Regions from separate parts of the Mus musculus genome. Here region 1 is linked to region 2. A link is a contact called in public HiChIP or PLAC-seq data. All regions are on one chromosome and are shown on one strand. Each heading gives the region's core, a stretch centred on a gene start, on an enhancer-like site or on the middle of the called end of the contact. The rest is flanking DNA. Distances are from core to core; before and after follow the strand shown.

Region 1 (3,132 bases), core at 409-2,908, 1.1 Mb after region 2:
ACCTCCACACCACCACACCTCCACTCTAACACACACACACACACACACACACACACACACACATCTCCAGTGAGGCGTGGCCAGGCAGTTAGAGTGTTCCTAAGAAGCATCAGGCCAGGCTGTTTACCAGGGAGGTCATCCGTGGTGGAAAGCAAAGAAACAAAATACACAGACTTAACGCTGAGGAAGAGATGCCTGGGACATCCTAGGAGCCTACTCACAGTGAAATAGAGAGAGAATTAAAATCACGTTCCAACAACACTGCCCCACCATTTACCCTACGTTCAGGTGTCAAGCCCTGCCCTCAGCTGTGGGGACAAAATAGTAAGGTGCCCTGGCCCAAGCTGTCCTCAGGCATGCTACACACCAGCCTCACCTCAAGGCCGGGCAAATCCCGGATCAGTCCTGGTTAGGGCCTGTGGTATCAGTCCTGGGTAGGGCCTGTGGTACTGAATGCCTGGAATGGGCCTCAGGATTTCGGGCTGCACTTGGGAACCACAGTCCCGGAATTCTCCTGAACCCAGCTGGCAGTGCTGCCTGCGGTGGAAAGAGGTGGAAAGGGCATCAGGCTGAACGGCATGACACCAATTGCCGGAGGCTTCTGCGGAAGCTGTCGTCCAGGAAGGCATAGAGGAAAGGGTTGAGGCAGCTGTTAGCATAGCTCAGGCTGGTGATGAAGTAAGAGATGCCGATGACCAGCGGCGTTTGCGGGAGGTCGGTGGTGAGGGCCACTATGGTACTCAGGTGATAAGGCGTCCAGCAGAGGAGGCACACAGCCAGAATCGCCGCCACCAACAAGGTCACGCGCTTCTTGGCACGATCCAGGGCCTTGGCGTGGCTATCTAGCTGGATAGCACGCAGTCGGCAGAGCAGAGTGGTATAGAGAGCACAGATGGTGGTCACCGGGATGGCAAAGCCCAATACTAGTGTGTAGAGACGGCTGGCACGCCACCAGAAGGCCTCGGGCTGCGGGAAGACCAGCACGCACTGGCGCCGACCCTGCTCCTCGTCCAGCCGAGCGAATACCGCAAAGGGCAGCACGACCAGCGTCACCAGCGCCCACACCGCCAGACTGACAGCACGCGCTGCACCGTAAGTGCGCCCGGACACCCGGCGCGACTCTGCTGTGGCCAGAACCACCAGGTATCGGTCGGCGCTCATGACGGCGAGGAAGTAGAGGCTAGAGAAAGTGTTGTACTGGTCGACGGCTACAATGAGCTTGCACATGACCTCCCCGAAGGGCCAGCGCCTCAGCAGGAAGTCCGCGATGTTGATGGGCAGCACGAGGGTGAAGAGCTCATCGGCGATAGCCAGGTTGAGGATGAACACGTTGGTGACAGTCTTCATGCGCGGCGTGCGCAGCAGTACGTACAGCACCGCAGAGTTGCCAGCCAGTCCCACGGCGCAAATTACCCCGTAGACGACAGGCACTGCTACCGCCAGTGGCTGCGGCAGCGGCAGAGGAGCCAGGCTGGACCCGTTGGGACAGCCCAAAGATGAGCCGCCGCAAGACACGTTGTCCCCTCCAGACTCGAAAAGCGTTAAGTTATGCATCTTGGAGAGGGCTGGAGAGCAGGCGACCACCAGGATTCCACTCAGCAGCCCCGCGAAACTCGAGGTTTATGCGCCCACGTTTACAGGGATCTGCACCCAGGCACTGCCTGAGTGTCACAGCTTTTCTCTGGATGCGCACCGGAGGGGGCGTTCCCCGCTGCTACTAAGCTCGCTGACGCCGGGACTCCAAGGCTGGAGACAGAATTGAAAACACAGCTTACATTTCTGGAGGTATAGCTTTAAGGAGAAATGAGGTCCATAGAAAGTAGCTACAGTGTCCCAAGCTCTTCTCTCCACCTGTGGAAATCAGATTCCAGTCCACTGAATACATCAAAGTGCTATGCAGAAGCCACTTGACTCCTAGGAAACCGTAAATGCACCCAATCCCCTGTTTTAGAGCTTAAGGAATTCACACTGAGGTCACACCGGCGAATTCAGCAGAGGTGTGTTTCCGAGCACGCTAGATAATAGGACTTGCAACAGCAATCTTTATCTTACCTGGCGAGTCCCAGCAAAGATCTGAGTTTCCTGGGGAGGTCAGGGAGGAACCCACTGTCTGCTGGAGGACGCTGCAGCAGCAATGAGATGCCTGCCAGCCTAGTCTGTCTCCTGTTGTCTGCCCAGAGACTACTGCTGGACTCTCCAGGAGTTCTCCCAAGAACCTGAAGTACAGGAAGCGCGGCTCAGTCAACCTGTCACCCTTTCCCACTCCACTCCTAGAAAAATCCTCTGATCTAACAGAAAACAGCGCCCCCTTCCTCAAAAGACTTCTTTGCTGCCTTCCTGCTGTTTTAATTCAGTTCATCTGGAATTATAAAAAGCTCACCTGTCAGAAACTAAAACTAAGAATGACAAAGTTAAAAAAAATAATATCCTGTTTTTGAAGAACAGTTGGAGATGAGGTTCCCATAACATGTTTTATTTCTTTATTATATGTATCATTATTTAAATCAATGTTAAAATTAAATTTATTTTGATCGTAGTCTTCCCCTACCCCAAGTCGTCTAGATCCTCTCTCTACCCACCCAACTTTAAGCTCTTTCTCAAAACAAACAAGAACAAAACCAAACACAACAAAAACTCCCAAATCCAAGAAAATAAAATAAAGAAACACCTAAACAGAGAGAGAAAAAAACCCACTAAACTGTAATCAAATAAAACCATAAACATACAAAAGCAAAACTGTGGAGATCATTAAATGTTGATCAACTATTCTTGAACATGAGTCCTGCCCTGGAAGAGTTGATAAATCCAATATCACTGTATTGGAGAAAACTAATTCCCCCTTTTACAGCAGGTATAATTGACAATTTAGTTGTTAACCCTTCCTCTAGTGACTGGGTTTTCATTAGTGCATTCATATTCATTTTAGAAAATATAACAAAACAAAATATAAAGCAAAAACTGTCACATTAAAGTTGGACAGGATGAATCAATAGAAGGAAACAAATCCAAGAGAAGGATTTAGAGACTCTCTCATTTGCACACCCAGAAATCGCACAAAAACACTAATCTAGAAGCTAGAATATATTTGATGAGGACATGGTACAAACCTGCACAGTCTGTGTGCATATAACT
Region 2 (2,823 bases), core at 199-2,698:
TTACTCTTCTTTCTTTCTTTCTTTCTTTCTTTCTTTCTTTTCTTTTCTTTTTCTTTTCTTTTTTTTTTTTTTTTTGGCTTTTTGGTTTTTCGAGGCAGGGTTTCTCTGTGTAGCTCTGGCTGTCCTGGAACTCACTCTGTAGACCAGGCTGGCCTGGAACTCAGAAATCCACCTGCCTCTGCTGGAATTAAAAGCGTGCGCCACCACCACTGGGCTTACTTTTTCTTTTGTACAATCACATGATCTGAATAATTAACTATTTTTTTTCTAAATTTTATATTTACTTCATTCCCTTACCCAGGGAAGAAAGAAACCATTCAGAACAGAAGAAACAAGCTCATTGGAGGATGTAAAACTCCAGAAAAATTGCAGGAACTGGAGATTTTGAGATAGGAAAAGACACAGATGACAGGCACCCCAACTTGATGTATTCTTGTCCTCTCTAGTGAGATAATGGTAGCTCCTGGAATTCTACATATTTCATCATAGAGAAACTTACTTAACAGTGACTTGGATCATTTTATGTTCATAATGAGAGCTAAAGACAGTTGTGTTTTCTTTTAAAGTCACAAAGAAAAGACCTAACAGTTTGACTTAAATATAGTGGCATTGCTGGGTGTGGTGGCAAACACACTCAGGAGGTAGAGTTAGGAGTTTGAGGCCTGCCTGGTCTGCAATGTGAGTTCCAGGACAACCAAGGCTACACAGAGAAACCATGTATCGAAAAAGCAAAAAATATATAGAGGCATAAGCCTTGTGAATCACATTACTACCATTTTGGGGGAGGGTTATCAATTTAACATTTTTGAGAATGTTTAAACTTTTCAATATTTAAGGGCAAGACTGATTTAAAACCGTTTTGAATAAGACTCCAAAATCTCTCAGGACCTAGATTTTCCTGTGTAATTTAATTAAGTCTTTTAGTCTTTAAGTCTTAGTTCACAAACTCCTTTCCAGTCAAAACTGTATATTTGGTTTCCTCACTGAATTGCAGACTTCTGAAGGTCATGACATTTTGACCTTAAATGTTTGCCATGAACCGTTCCCCAGTTATACATACTATATATGCAATAAATTCAGCGCTGTGCAGAAGGGTGGCGATTTTGCCCCGTGTTCAAAACGGCTATATTTCAATGAATACCTGTCCTTTAGTTAATAACGTTGACCTGCCTGGGGAAGTGAAATCGGGAGTCACGCGTCAAGCGCGCAGGGGACCACAGCAAGAGCTCGCCCCGCCTAGCCGCGGTCCCAGCAGCGGTCCCTGCTACCTGCCGCTGGTCCAGGCACTGCGGGCGTGGATGGACAGCGAGAGGTTAGCAGCGGCCCGCACTGCTCCAGCGCGGTGCGGGAAGGCTCACTATGACGCGCACGCGCGGCCGAATCGGGGCGCGAGCTCGGGGCCGAACGCGAGGAACAGTGCAGGGCGGCGCGGGGGCGCGCACGCGCCTGAGCGCGCGCCCGGAGGGGCGGGCTGGGACTTTCGGCTGCCGGGAGCCCGAGTTCCCTTCCGCTTCCGACGCACTGTCCGCCAGCCGGTGGATGTGCGGCAACAACATGTCCGCTCCGATGCCCGCCGTTGTGCCGGCCGCCCGGAAGGCCACCGCCGCGGTGAGTGGCGGCGCCCGGGCCTGGGGCACCAGCGAGACCCAGGCCGCCGCGCGTGGATGCGTCCGCGCCGCCCCGCGGGCTCTCCGGGGTCGGGCGGGGAATCGGAGCCGGCGGGGCGCCGCCTGCCTGCCTAGCACTCTCACCCCCACCCCTGAAGCAAATTCCGAGGTCCAGTGCTGAAACAGCCGACCTGCAGCGGGAGTGTCTGTCCTGCCGCAGGAGCTCAGATTAACTTTTGCTCCCGGAAACTTTTGTGATGAAAAAAATTCGACTTTCGTGACTTGACTTTAGAGACAGCTGTCTTTTATCCGACTGTGTGAGACCTCTGAGTGCTAAAACGAAGGGGTATAGAAATTAAATAGCTTGTGGAATAGTGTTCTGTTGTAAGTTTTTAGGTCCTTCATTGGGTTTTATAACTTAACAAAATCTGTAACAGTCCAGTGTGTGCTTATTTTGTCTTATTCTCTTTTAGGTTATTTTCCTTCACGGATTGGGAGATACAGGGTAGGTGCCATTGTTAGTACCTAAGGAGATGGGGTCGTGCAGCTACTTACTGGTCAAAGGGTTGTATGCTGAAGAAGGCTGACATTGTAGGAACAAGTATTTTCTCAAGGAGATCAGCTTTTCTGCTTACAAACACCCACAATTTCCCCCTTATCTTGAGTTTCTCGTCTTTGAGATTGTCTCTGGAACATGTTAAAATTGTTAACTGCTCTTTGGATGTGAATTGGATACCAGAGGAGTGGAATGTTTGCAAAGGCAGTGTGCAGTTTTGGAGCAGGTTGAGAAAGACCGGTTGATTCTGTTGAGAGAAATAGCAATAACATGAAGCATAAGTCCCAGATCAGAGTGCAGATGATCCCTTAAAAGAGAAAAATCAAAGAAGGTGGGGCCACAGCTCAAAGATTAATTTGGTGGCTTATCAAACCCATTTTGCTTTTGTGGTTCTGGAGAAGAAACTTGAGGTCAGTGTGTGCCGTGTGGACACTTCACCAGTCCCTGACCGGACTATGCAGCACTAACTTTAGCTTAGGATTTTCTGTTATTAATCCTTGGGTTGCCTTCTGTTTAATTGAGTGATTATCTGGCTGAAACTTGTGTTGTATAAGATTGTCAAACTTTTACAATGAAACTGGGGAGATGGTTTAATGGTTCAGGGCATAGGCTGCACTTAACCAGCCTGCGGGTTCAGTTCCAAGCACCCACTTAGTGGCT

The links. HiChIP or PLAC-seq counts read pairs in DNA pulled down with a chosen protein or histone mark.
Region 1: an H3K4me3 HiChIP or PLAC-seq map of stem cell-derived neural progenitor cells shows a contact between it and region 2, with 4 times the contacts expected there. The contact joins the promoter of Npbwr1 here to the promoter of Lypla1 in region 2. A contact is called at or near these places in 7 of 39 promoter capture datasets (the 3T3-L1 cell line, 3T3-L1-derived adipocytes, cranial neural crest and 4 more) and 2 of 115 datasets of contacts at active chromatin or transcription factors (astrocytes and stem cell-derived neural progenitor cells).

Annotation. Positions count from the first base shown.
Region 1 is chr1:5,915,740-5,918,871 of GRCm38.p6, forward strand. Npbwr1 (neuropeptides B/W receptor 1) reads right to left here and starts at 1,659. Exons shown (of 1, transcript NM_010342.1): 1 at 1-1,659. The coding sequence starts at 1,554. The coding sequence ends at 565.
Region 2 is chr1:4,806,375-4,809,197 of GRCm38.p6, forward strand. Lypla1 (lysophospholipase 1) reads left to right here and starts at 1,449. Exons shown (of 9, transcript NM_008866.3): 1 at 1,449-1,608; 2 at 2,081-2,112. The coding sequence starts at 1,540.